Regions from separate parts of the Arachis hypogaea genome. Here region 2 is linked to region 1. A link is a contact called in public Hi-C data. All regions are on one chromosome and are shown on one strand. Each heading gives the region's core, a stretch centred on a gene start, on an enhancer-like site or on the middle of the called end of the contact. The rest is flanking DNA. Distances are from core to core; before and after follow the strand shown.

The links. Hi-C and Micro-C count contacts between places; a contact is called where the count stands out from the background.
Region 2: a Hi-C map of leaf shows a contact between it and region 1, with 2.8 times the contacts expected there. The contact joins the enhancer-like site here to the promoter of LOC112750111 in region 1. A contact is called at or near these places in 2 of 8 Hi-C or Micro-C datasets (both in leaf).

What each region holds. Positions count from the first base shown.
Region 1 is chr15:30,780,989-30,788,243 of arahy.Tifrunner.gnm2.J5K5, forward strand. It overlaps LOC112750111 (paired amphipathic helix protein Sin3-like 4), which reads right to left and starts at 3,198. Exons shown (of 24, transcript XM_025798665.3): 1 at 2,710-3,198; 2 at 2,314-2,605; 3 at 1,708-1,866; 4 at 1,397-1,583; 5 at 1,200-1,298; 6 at 904-1,068; 7 at 83-407. The coding sequence starts at 2,387.
Region 2 is chr15:30,892,747-30,900,001 of arahy.Tifrunner.gnm2.J5K5, forward strand. No RefSeq gene overlaps it. Among protein-coding and RNA genes, the nearest start is that of LOC112750112, 24 kb to the left of the region's middle. Within about 2 kb of position 2,920, at least 1 of the 3 cell types and tissues checked has open chromatin away from gene starts, as enhancers often do.

The DNA of each region.
Region 1 (7,255 bases), core at 1,948-4,447:
ATCATAGCATTGGTTGGAAAAGGTAACAAATATAACAAAAAAACCAGTAGATTCAGGATCAAAATGTTGACAACATACTCACTTTTCAGAGTATTTCTTTCATCACAAGTGGATGGCATAGGGCGCATACCAATATTTTCATCATCAAGCAATGGTTCAGCTCCAGAGTCTTCAGCCCTACGATCAGATTTCCGTTTATGGGAGAACCTTTCCCTATCTCGACCACCATCATGCTCATAATCTCTATCGTCTCTGTCACGTTCTCTCCTATCCTCTCTGCGTTCCTTATCCTTCTCTAGACGTCTCCTCTGATCCTTTTCTGCCCTCATCAAACCTCTGTCATTATCAGGGTCGGGACGGTCAACACTGAGGTCACGATCACCATGTGAGGTCATAGTCCTTTCTCTCTGGCACACAAGATAAGTAGAATGTAAGCTTGATAACCAAACATGCAATCAGTGGGACCAGAGTCACCAAGATAGTAAAAGACAAAAGGCTACTTTAAGGCTTCAGGGTTTTAATGCCTTGGAGAAAGATCAGCCAAAGACTTATAACTACGTGAGCATAACATCCTAAGTAAAAGTAACAACTGCAATGTTCAATTTACAAAACCCTAAACTGCTAGCCGTAAAATTCCTTATGACCCAGAAATAGTTACTTCTCAACAACATAATATTTTACCCAATGTAACATCATAGCAAGTTAGAGGGATGGATTTTTTAAACTTTCTACAGCTATCATTAAGTGCTACAGGTATGTTGCCTGAACAATAATACACTAGAAGCGTGCATCTCATGGAAGGGGCAATAATGCAGCCACCAAAAGGTGCTGAAACCTCCAGGCACCTTGACTTAGCATCTCATTTTATACTACCAAGAAGGACAGAAAAATATGGAGATAAACCTTCTCAACATGCATTTGCCGTACAGTTGGCATTGCAGAGCTCCTATCACGTAGCATAGAATTTCTAGCAGAAATATAATGAGCAGAGGCTGCTGAGGAAGTGTCCGGGAGAAAATGAGTAAACTCATCAAGAAGATCCGGATGCTCTTGGAAAAGTGCAGCAACCTGAAGAAGTCCAAAATATGATTGAAATGAACGTCAAACGAAATATTAAGACTAATATAAATGACATAGGAAGATAAATATAACAATTTTCCTAGCTATAACATAATAACACATGCATAGACAAAACAAACCTCCTGGTAGACCTCTGTTATAGACTTGCTTTCCTTTCTGTACATATTTAATATGTCCAGAAATGACTTGTAAACACGATCATCACCTTGAAACCGGGTCTGAATGAAAATGATGAATTAGATTCAACTAGAACTGCCCATTCTGTATTGAAACTGAGTCTGTATTAGAAAACCAATCAGGCCCAAGAACATTTTACCTTAATTTTGTTCACAAAATTAATCGCTTCTTCAAATTCAACAGGCTTCTTTGGGGCAGGTTGTTCATCCTCCAGTGGAAGTGTGATTTCATAACCCCTTGGCAAGAAGGTGTTGAATCCCAAAAGCAAGTCTCTGTGCCCTTTAAAGAGCTGTTTAACCCTTGCTATCACGCCTGCAGTATCAACTCTACAAGTATCAAAAGCAGACACAAGTCAGTTTCCACTGGCAAAAACAGTATCCCCCTCCCCCAATATAATACAAAAAGACATTCGGAGGAGCATGCCAACAATGTGGTACGACATGATCAAACCTTTGAGCCTTAAAATCTTTCATGACTTCCAAAAAGTCATCATACTTGTCCCTCTTATCCTGAAATATATCCTTTACTGCCTTGAGATATGCCAATGCATCATTTGTAGTCAGCTTCTGAGCAACAGCACCTCCATTCATCATCTGGGGTTGCCCGGACCTTCGTTCGAAAATATTCCAAAATACAATTAGACAATTGATAAACCAACGACACAGTATTCCCAATTTCTAGCACATGATCATACATGACAATCAAAACCTTAAGAAACTGAAAGTAATTTTTTTCCATGAAAAATACAAATTTACCCATTAAAAGAAGAATTTACTCAGGATTGCAGATAACAAATATCCGATCTCATTTTATTAGGTCAAAACATCAAAACCCAAAAAATTTACCAAAAAAGAGACAGCTTTGCTAAAGATTGATCATCTAGACTTCCCGGGTTACACACGAGGGCACTAGTAAAACTTTTCACCGCAGTAAAAACTCGGGAAGCTCCATTACTAAGTCGAAGATGCAATTACTTGATCAAAGCACAAACAAAAACACAAGTACAGTTCAAAACACAGGAAAAGTTGAAGATGAGAACGAAAACCAACAACTTACGCTTCTTCTCGAGAAGACACTATAGGCCGTTTAAGTTGAGGACTCGCGAAAATATCGTCCCTAGACCTCTTCATTCCTATTCAATAAACCATGAAATTGAAAAAACACCCAAACACAAGAGCACAGTCTCTTCAGCAATCAGCACCAAATCATGCTTCTGATACTTCGATTACAATTCAAATTCCTTCAACCCTGAGCTTCTCATTCCAGCACACACCGCAGATCTGCGGATTAACGTTGGAGCAAGAGAATTCCAACCTTCTCGAAGAGATCACCAAGGAGGAGCCAAATCCTACAATAGAATAGAAAAAGAATCAGAAAAAGCGAAAATTCGCATTAACTTCAATGCAAAGCAACGTAAGCGACGAATTCAAACGGAGGAAGCAGAGAATTTACACAGTGATCGTCGAGTCTCGAAGCAGCAGATAGAAAAAATCGAAAAAAAAAAATAAAAGAAGATAAATATCGGAAAAGCTTTGAGCGAATGAATGCTTCTTCTGAGCCTCGGTGATTCTTCGAGGAGTAAACTCGTTACGTTGGAGAAGGCTAAAAGGAAAAACGAAGGCTTTTGTTGAGCAGTGTTTTCCTCAGAGTTTGAAATTCGAAGTAGAGAATTTTATTTTCTCTCTTAAGATTTTCTGGGCAAACAAACAGAACTGAGAGAAGAGAAAAGAAAATAAACGAGAGAACGAAGAAAATAGAAACCAAACAAATAGAAGTTCACAATGTGATATATATAAAAGAAAAAACACGGGGAAAAAAATAAAAAGAAAACATAAGGGGTGTGGCGGTAGTAATATTTGACCTTCTTTATCCGGTTACCAATTCCTGTGTTTACCGCCTGTTAGCGGTTAATCGTTTTATCTATAATCTATAATATGAGATGAAAAATTAGGGCAAGACCTTTTGTGTTGGGCTGTATTAATAACGAACGTGTTTGGTTCTTCGACTTTTCACAAAGGGGTGATTTTGATTAGCAATTTGGCTATTTTGTGATTTTTTTAAATTTGTATTTGTTTGGTGTGGGATTTGTGACTTGTGAGGAGTAGTAGTAGTTATTGTTGGTGGTGTGGTGAACATAATATATATTTGCAAGATTTATTTCCAAGTTTTTATATAGATGGATGATGATGATGAAATTAGGTCTAACAGATAGTGAGAGAAAAAGAAGATATAGTTAATGTCATGTTCTCTTTTTTAACATCTTTTTGTCAATTGTGACTTTGAAGTTATCTTTGTAGGATTTATTACATATTTACATTTATAATTTGTAAACGATACAAGACAAATGATTATGGTTACGCAAATAAGAAACTTTGACTGAATGAATAATCTTTTATTTATTTATTTATTTATTTATTTATTATTATTATTATTATTATTATTATTATTATTATTATTATTATTATTATTATTGTTGTTGTTGTTTGATAAACTCTCAAGCGCCTCTTTTTGTCTGAAGTCTGAACACTCAAACGCATTTTTATGGGTTTTTTTATTTTTGGAGAAAACGCATTTTTATTTATGAGTTGGGATTGTGGTGTTAATGAATCGGAGTTTGTCATTGGGAATGGACTCTCTTGGCTGACGGAAGAGGAGTATCTTTTTTTTTTTGATATGGCTGAGACTGTGAGTGATATAATTTTTGTTTGTAACTGTTTATATTTTTGGTCCTAGTTTGTAACCCTTAAATCAATGGGGAAATTGTTTTTAAGGCTCAATATGGCTATATATATATATTTTTTTTTTTTTGGTAAAATATGGCTATATATTTTAGGCCAGTAAACGCTTTACTAAAGAATTTTCAAGCCCAATTGATGCCATAACGCTAGGACCAGGCCAATCTACCAAATAATAGGGTAAAAAGCCCCTTTTGTAGTATTGAACGTTTCCAACTAAAAAAATAAATAAATATAAGTTTGGTTTGCGTTTTTATTTTGAGTCTTTTTTATTTTTTAAATTTTATGAAAAAAAATAAAAACAGTAAAAATAATAAAATTTTATTTTTTATTTTTATTTTTTTATTTTACTTTTTTTTTTTACAAAATTCAAAAATAAAAGAAACATAAAAAATTAAAATACAAACCAAATGTGCTGGCCAAAAACATGAAAAAACCAAATGTCAGTCATTCTAGTCTCTAGAACTCGGCTCTCTAGACATGTAAGTTGATTATTAAAAACATAGATACATCTATTTACTTACAACTATCTATTTACATCAATATACAACCCAGTTGTATCCTGCTACGTGTCGTCACTTCATGTTATTTTCTAAGGTTATTAGTTTATTAAAAAAATTATAAAATTAAATAAATGATCCATTTAAATTAGATGTCTTTGATATAATGTGATATTAATACAGTGGAACATACACTTTTATCAATTTCAAACCCTATGTCTCCTCTAGGATTGAATGTTTGAATAATTCTTCAAATAATAAGTGATCCTTAATTTTTTATTATACTTTTTTTTTTCCACGGTATTCTCTAACTTGACAGGTTAATGATTAATTCATTGCAAACACTACGAGAAAATAAATTTTCTGCCACGCTTTTAAAGTATGTCGAAAAGTATAAAAAAGCGTGCCGATAACTTTTCACCACGCTTTTTTAGCTATTGACACGCTTTTAAAAGGGCCACATCCGCAAGCGTGCCAGTTGCTCTATCGCCACGCTTTTGTGGATCTATCGGCACGCTTTCATCTCTTGCTACGCTTGAGAAGCGTACCGAAAAGTGTACATATCGCCACGCTTTTAGAAGCGTGCCCAGTGGAGTGATTTTGGCTACACTTTAAAAGCGTGCCGATAGGGAAAGATATGGCTACGCTTTTTAAGCGTGGCTGTTGATGATTACGAAAAGATATGGCTACGCTTAAAAAGCGTGCCAATAGCCAAAAATATGACTATAAGTTGGATCAAAATACTTATGGCTATACCTGTTTATGAATCTTCCTAATTAAACATTGCAAAATTGATATATAATTTTAAATCATAGTTTAAATGACTAATTTAAATAATGAAAATTTTTTTATATAATTTTAAATTAACCAATCCAACATACATAAATTTTCATCATATTTGTCAACAAAAAAATAAAATTTATTATTTGAAAAATACAACATACACATCATCAAAGCTACAATAAAAGAAAAAGTCAAAATTTATTATTTGACAAAAAAACTGTTCTTGTGTGAAAACCAAAGCAGCTTTGGCTCATTTACACCTTTCACAAGTTCTGATATAAGTGACCCCACACCTTCCTCATCAATGACCAAAACCACTGTTTCAGTTGCCTCCTTAGCTAAAACTTGAACCTCCTAGAATATAAAATAAATAAAATCAGATTATGCATTGAATCAGTTGAAATACATCCACAATCAATAGAAACACTCAATTCTTGAAAAATAGTATGTATGAATGATATTCTTAATGCAAGCTTCCCTATAAGGATGTAAGAATCCGCTTTCTTTTAGTGCATAATAATACACAGAGTCTTCTTACTATGCTAATCAATTCCAATTTATACCTCGAACGCAATGCTTCAAATGCATTTGCAAAATACATGAGATCATCAATACTGTTGATCTCAAATCCGACAACTAGACCACATGTATAAGCCATAGCTTGCTCTTTCCCGAGTAGTGCTATTCGAGACTCCAATAGTCGTTGCAGGGAGACCCTAAGCGATAGGAAAATTGAAAACTTAAGAACGAATTTTAAACTAGCAAAACAAAGAAGATTATTCAATTGAAGAGGTAGAAACTTACTTTGAGCTTTCTTCTTTGTTGTCAACGTCCTCAATTCTCCATTTAACTGAAACAAATAACAAACATAAATCAATAGAATTTTTAGAGACTATTAAGTAATTTTGACATACATACTGGGAGATAAATACCTTTGCAGAATCACTCAACCTCCTTGTAATTCCATTGGCTTGTGGCGTAGTTCCTATACAAAGGAATTTCAGTAAGACAACTACTTAATAAGTGCAGTTTCTTGGAATTCAATTATATTCTAAGAACAATTACTAATCAATTCTCAAAGAAATATCTGCAAAACATGCTTGAAATTGCAGCTCCTAGCCATACCCTCATCGGAAGATGCATTGGACATCGACGAAGAATTTGCTTGAAATGAACTTTCAATTTGCAGGATTTCTTTTTCAAGGCTGACGAACTTCTCCAGAATTGCAGGTGTGCTAAAAAAATTGCACATGTCTTAATAGGATGAAAAGATTGGAATGATGTGAATTGGATGAAGGATATGGGTCATGAATAGAGCAAAAAATGCACAACATGTAGTCATCATTCAACTATTCTCCAAATCTATAAAACCAAATAAACTAATTCCATGATTAATGTGATAGTCATCATTCAACTAGTTGGATTTTATTCATCAATCCTTGCTTAATTAACTAATAATTAAGAACATTTAGAAATTCCTAAGTCAATATGCATTTGAAAAACCATTCCCGATCATATCTAAAGCACTTAAGCACTTTCAATGCAAAGGTAATCGACTCATTGATTCATTGATTCAGGGGTTCTTCAAACTTAATTGGAAATAGGATAAGTACTCTATTGAAACCAAAGAACAAATGAAGAAAAAAAGGGGATCATTGGAAGACAAATTAGCCACGCTTTTCAAGCGTGCCGATATCCCTCGAAAAGCGTGGCAAAAAAAAGCATGGCCAAATTTCAAATAAGTGGCCATCCTCGTAAAAGCGTGTCGATTTCCCTAGCGTGGCAAAAAAAAGTATGGCCAAATTTCAAATCAATGGCCACCCTCGTAAAAGCGTGCCGATTTCCTTCAAAGCGTGGCAAAAAAAGCGTGGCCAAATCACAAATCAATGGCCACCCACGCAAAAGCGTGGCAAGAAAAAAGTGTGACGACAAGTCTTTTTTTTTTGTAGTGAGATTTGAGCTTTATTTAATAAGGATTTG
Region 2 (7,255 bases), core at 1,670-4,169, 110 kb after region 1:
AATCCACCTTAAAGTCAATTACAACTCTCAGGATTCAATAATTAAGGATCAAGCCTAATTATCCACATCATTAGAAGCCTTAATCTCATCCGAAATATTGAAGACTCTAGAAGGTTAGTTATTAATTCTTTCTAGAAACACAAGGGATTCGGTCGTTTAGGATTTGATTTAAATTATTGTTTTGAATTTGAAATTGAAGTCAGCAAGTAGTTATCATATTTTTCTCTCCGAAAGATAAGATGGGGATAATTTTGAATTTGAATTCTAGAATTAGGAAATAAATAAGTGAACTTAGTTCACGGAGAGGATATTCGGTTCTTCAGCATAGTTTTTCTTTCTATTTTCTTTACTTTTCCATGGATAACTAAACCTTTGTCAAAGGGTTAGGAGCTCTGTTTATGTTTTTTATAGGTTATGAATCTACGTTTATTTCATTTTGAATTATAGCTTGAAAACTCTTTCACATGACTCTTTGAATTCGGATAGGAATAGTAGTTCAATTAGTGTGCGACACATACATGATTTTCAATCACTCTTATTTTGAATAAGTGACATATAATTAGGATTAGAACAACTTTTGAAAATTGTGTTTTTCTGCTAAAGATTTAACTGGATAGGACAAGCTAAGCTTGAATATGTGACATGTAATTCGACCTAAGGACTACTTTTAAATCTAATTAGAAAACTAAATCAGTTTTTGTGCTTAATCTCTTGTTTAATTAATTGACAACTAATTAATGCTCGAGAAACTGAGGAACCAAGGAATTGGAAATCAGTTACTAAAGATTTGTCATGAAAAATCTTTGCAAACTTCAAGATGAGTATACAAGGTTTGATTTCTCTAAAAGCATAAACATCTCCGAAACCCTTGACTCTTACCATCACTATCTTCTCTCAAATCAACATTCAAGTTCTCTGTGCGTAAGCATTCAAGCACTCAAGGTTCTCAAGCTCTCAACAAGACACAATCTTGCTCTCATCAATCTAGGTTCTTTTAATCTAATTAGGTATTTAATATTATAATTGCTTGCTCAATCCTTTAATCCTCATGGAAACAATATCCACTTACTGTGGTATTACTTGAACGATCCGGTGCACTTGCCAGTATCCGTGAGATTTGATTTTTGCTCCTCAGTCTCCTCAGCCATACTTCGAGGACTCACAATAGAAAAATGATCTTGACACGTAAGCACTCTTTGTTCCCTTCATTTCTTTTTAGTTGTGAGTTGCTTGTTTCCCTTTCTTTTATTGCCTAACTCATTTTTGCCACCCCTTTTCTGCCATGTTCCGAGTGGATGGTCATAAAATTTAGAATTTTATGTTGTTTTGGCAATTTTATTTTGTATCAACACAACCATTCATTACACAAATTCATTTCTTTAGTCTTCTCTCTTAAGTTTTAACATAGTATCAAGAATTTAGGTTCACTTTTTTTATGAGAAATTCGACACATAAGTAATTTTTTCCTGTCCTATAGTGCTATTTTACTCCATTTGAGACCTTTTTTCAATATTATTACTCGTTGTCGACCACATATTTCAACTCCTCACACTGTTCCGTGCCCAACGGATGAACATTCTCTCTTACAAACTCTTTTTCATTTTTTCATATCCTCACTGACTCTGATACCTTTTGAGCTAAGACTCAAAGCTTCCAATTAGAATAAATGTACTAATAACGATGTTAGATTGTAGTTAGTAATTAGTGGGGTTTGAATCCACTCAATTTTTTTATCACTTGAAAGAATAAAGTGTGATCTTTCACTATTATTTTTATAAGTGGGACCAAGAAAAAATATCAGAAAAAAAGTATTAAAGAGTTAGAGATCACACTTTATTCCCTCAATTAAAAAAAATTAGAAGGATCCATTCCCTAATTAGTGGATGGTAGTCAAAAACATTTATGTTAGTAATTGTAAAGATGTTTATAGTCAGAATCATTTTGTTTCTGGCACACAAACTATTTTTCCTCTCCTACCGTTTCTTTTCCCTATGTTTCGATTTTTTTGACACTATCACTCGCCAACAATAATTAGCGCAGAAAATTTTTATAGTGAGGACAACAATAATAAAAAATTTTAAATATACAGACATCTATAATTCAAAGTATATTAATAAAATTTTTAATGATTTGATTAACACATAAAAAATATATTAATTTAATTTTTTTTTGTTTCAAGGTTTAGCAATGTTGCATAATATGTTTATTATTAATACTAGCATTTTGTAAAAGAATTTATTAAGAATATAACTCGAATGGACTAACTTCTATTCTTGACAATAATTGTATAAGGAAGATATAAAAATCGTAAAAAAGACAAAATTTTAAATCAAACAATTATGATTCTCTCTATGTATAAGTATAGATAATATCTCTCTTTTTATTAAAAGAATTATTCAACAACTTTTTCTATTTCATTGCAAAATTGACGCACTATAATATTTATGGCAAAAAATTTTCGATGAAAATAATTATTATATATGTAAAATTAAAATTAAACTAAATAAAATAATCAACTTTTACAAAAAATTACAAAATACTAATATTTTCATTTATATTTGAGAACCTATGATTGGTTTTAGATAACTAGCTAATTAGATTATGTTATTAATTTTTTGTTTAATTTTTTATCATAGTAGATTTTTTCAGTCTCAATATATTAAATTTATATAATACAATAACTTTTATTATTATATTACAATCTAATAACATAAATTTTATCGCACATAAATAAATTTTTTTAAATGTGGGAGTAATAATATACATTATTATTGTCATTTGTTTATTTTAACACTGCTATTGTAACAAGCGATGTTTCACACAGATCTGGAAGTACCATTTTAAGGTTGTATAATACATAAGGAGCGTATTGCTGATAATACGCAAGGAGCATATTGGTGACAATACACTGATTATGTACTCGTGTATTGCCTGTATGCGCGACACATGTCGCTGCCCTACAAATCCGTGAATTCAATGCCAGTCCACCATCTCTCTCCAAAAACCGAACTCTCACTCTCATTTCAATTTCAATTTCAGTTCATCTCTCTTACTCTCACTTTCCTTTCACCCTTTCACAATCATGCCTTTTCTTTTTCTATTTAACTATCATCAACAGCAATATCAAAAAGCAGTAATGCTCCAAAAACTCAAAAAATTAACAAGTTATTTTTAAGATAGTGATATAATTAGTACATTAGTTATGATTTTTTGTAATCTGAAGTAAAAAAAATAATCATATTTGTAGTTATTATTTAAATTAGTGTTAATTACTAGCTAGAAAAACTAATAGTATATATATATAGAGTAAAGTATCGTTTTTATTCCTAACATTTGGGATAAGTTCTAAAGTTGTCCCTAACGTTTTAAAATTGACTCAATGTTGTCCCGCCGTAAGGGATCTGTTAACAGAATTGACAGCGGGACAAAATTGAGACGATTTTAACACGTTAGGGACTTAAATATGACGAAAATATTCGGGACAAAAACGATACATAGAATTAAAATTTAATTTTATCCTTCAATAATAACAATTTTTTACGGTACATAGTTATTCAATTATTTTTTAATCACATCTAAGTAAATTATACTTAATCACATTACTTTTATTCTAAATAAATTTATTTTTTTTATAATGTCGCTCTTAAAAATTTTTACTCATCATGAAATGTTTGTAAAATTACTAGAATCACATTACTTTATTGTATATATATCATTTTTTCTGCAAGTTTATATACTAATCATTCTACAAACATTTCATGATGAGTAAACATCTTTAAGAGAAAAATTATAAAAAAATAAATTTTCTAAAAAGTAATGTAATTAAGTGTAATTTACTTAGATGTGATTAAAAAATAAGATTTAATTACTCTGTTGGTCTCTATAGTTTTACAAAATTTTTAATTAGGTTCTTGTACTTTTTTCCTTTTAATTGAGTCCTTGCACCAATTTTTTTTAATTGGATCCCTACACTTTTTTTCTTTTATTTGAGTCCCTGCACCAATCTTTTTTCTAGTTGGGTCCCTATAAAATTAAGCAAATTACTGCTAAGAGGGACCTAATTAAAAAAAATTAGTGGAAGGACCAATTAAAAAGAAAAAAAGTATAGAACCTAATTGAAAATTTCGCAAAAATATAGAGACCAACAGAGTAATTAAATAAAAAAATAATTGAATAACTATGTACCATAAAAAATTGATATTATTGAAAGATAAAATTAAAATTTATTTCTATGTATCGTTTTTGTCTCCAACGTATTCGTCCTATTTAAATTCCTAACGTTTTAAAATCGTCTCAATTTTATCCCGCCATCAATTCTGTTAACAGATCCCTAACGGCAGAACAACACTAAGTCAATTTTAAAATATTAGAAATTTAAAAAGGACGATTTAAATGTTAGGGACAACTTTAAGACTTACCCCAAATGTTAGGGACAAAAATGATACTTTACTCTATATATATAATTAGAGAGTATACTTATATTATATGTTTAGATCCATGATGTTTGTATTAATTAGTGATTGGCATTAATTATTGATTCTTTGTTATATGTACACTAATGTTTGAATTTGGTATATTAAATAATATAATAATTAAATATATATTTAAATGTTTAAATATATTTGAATATATATTCAAATATGTATTAATAAATATGTTTAAAATATTTAAATATATTTTAAATTTAAATATAAATATTTTTGTGAAAAAGACATTTAACAAGTAATTTTTATAATTGTTGTTCACCTTTTATTAAAAAATTATTATTGTAATTTTTATAAGTTTATTATGGATTTAACTGCAATTAGAATTAGATTTTACACTATGCAAGCAAAATTTAGTAGATAAGCCAATTTATAAAGTTGTACATACTCTAATACAACAACTAAATAATAGGTAAATTTGTTAAGAATTATTAGGTGCAAAGCCGCCAACACCTGATTCGGCACGATGAAGGCATCTACTTCGATTATGACGCTCGTCTCGGCAAAGCCTGCAACGACTAGGACCAAGCATATCCATTTCGTTCAAGAAGTGGGTTATTTTAGGATAACTTTGGACACTTGCTTCAAGTGTGGATTAGGTATGTATCGTGGTCCTTGATACATCGACTATGTTGCTGGGTTCTTCAATGGCCTAAACTGTGTCACAATCCGTTGACGGAATTCACCACATACTCCGCACCACTGGACATCTCGCATGCCTCAAAAATCTCATTTTACCTATCAAATAAGTTAGCATGAATGTTCTCCAACTGCTTGCTAATTTGATTGATGTATGTTAGTTACATTCAGAAAATACACGTCCTACATTCCTTTGAGTCTCAGCCTCCATCTCTTCTTAGTGAAAAATTCATTTAATCTCTAAAAAGTTGCCTTGACCAGTGATTTGATAGGGAGATTACGCACCATTTCAATATTTTATTGATGCACTCTGCTAGGTTTGTGATCATAAGGTCTCTATGATATCCATTATCAAAAGCCGAAACATATTACTGTCGTAGGATCATATCAAGTCATTGTGTGTAAGCTATGCTCACGAAATATTGCACATTAGATTCATGCACAGTCCTAAAATATCCTGTAAAAGAGCAACAAAACAAAAATAATAAGTATCACTATCACTATCACCATATAATGCTAACAGCATTATTTTACTGTAATGTACATACATAGACTACAAACTTTTGCAAATACGATGCCTTGAACCTCTTGTAATTTGCAGATATTTAATTTTAACAATTTTGTTGCATATTACTTGTCATTTTCCCTAGCTCATTGGCCAAATCAGGTAACAAATTCGGTAATATAAAATAAAAGTGAAAGATTTTGTGTTGTTGAATAAAATTACAGGTGAAGCAAGCAGTGAGTGTACCATGAAGACTCCATAAACTCTGTCTAAGGAATTAGTGCCTGAGACTGAATACATGTAGAAATTGGAGTTTCTTATTGAAATTTTATTCTGAGCTACAGATTTTTTGATGAGAAATTAAAGCTCTGATGTGAGCTTAGAATGAGAGAAAAGTAAAATTTGCATTAGTGATTATAATGGAAAAAGCATAACTAATTCTATTCCAGGATCTAAACTAACCTAATACAATTGAGAGATGCTGATGGTGGTTATAAGCATCATATACTTACATGTGGTGTCATGGCCAGATATTGACGCGTGGAGTTGAGGATAAATGTAAGTACAACTATGGGATCTGTGAAGTGATTTCGTTGCTTCCATTTTGATTGTTTTGTAGAGAATAAATAATTAAAGAAAAAATTCCACTCCGCTCCCTTGCGAGATGCTAAAATGACACTTCCCTCTATTTATTAAATGTACACTCTCTTTCCTTATAACTTTTAAAAAACCTCCTCTTTAATCCATTTTAAATTTTTTGTGTTAACTAATGTTAACTTTATCCATTTCTCAAAAAAAAAAAAAAAAAACTTGTTACAAAAATACCCTTTAGCAAAAATTTTATTTTTTGTCATTAAATTTTGCTTACCGAAATACCTTTTAATAAATTATTTTTTATTGATTAAATTGTATTTTTACCAAAATATTTTTTTAAAAAATTAATAATTAAATTATTTTTTTCTAAGATACCCTCAATAATTTTTTAATTATTAAATTATGATTTTATCAAAATTTTTGTTAACAATTTTTTTATATTTTACTATTAATTTTTTGATATCAATATATATTATTTTAATATTAAAAAAATCTTAGTAAGATTATTTTTCAATATCAATATATATTAATTGTTATATATATTAATAATGGTAAAATTTTTTATTTAATGTTAAAATAATATACATTAAAATCGAAAAAATTAATAATAAAATATAAAAAAATTATTAACAAAAATTTTGGTAAAATTATAATTTAATAATTAAAAAATTATTGAAGGGTATCTTAAAAAAATAATTTAATTATTAAATTATTTTAAAAAATATTTTGGTAAAAATACAATTCAATCAATAAAAAATAATTTATTAAAGGGTATTTTGGTAAGTAAAATTTAATGACAAAAAAATAAAATTTTTGTTAAAGAGTATTTTTGTAAAAAATAATTTATTTTTTCTGGAGAAATAGATAAAGTTAATATTAATTAACACAAAAAATTTAAAATAAATTAAAGAGAAAATTTTTAAAAGTTATAAGAGAGAAGAATGTACATTTTATAAATAGGAGGGGAGGAGAATGTCATTTTAGCATCTGACAAAAAAAGGAAAGTGGAATTTTCTCATAATTAAAAGATAAT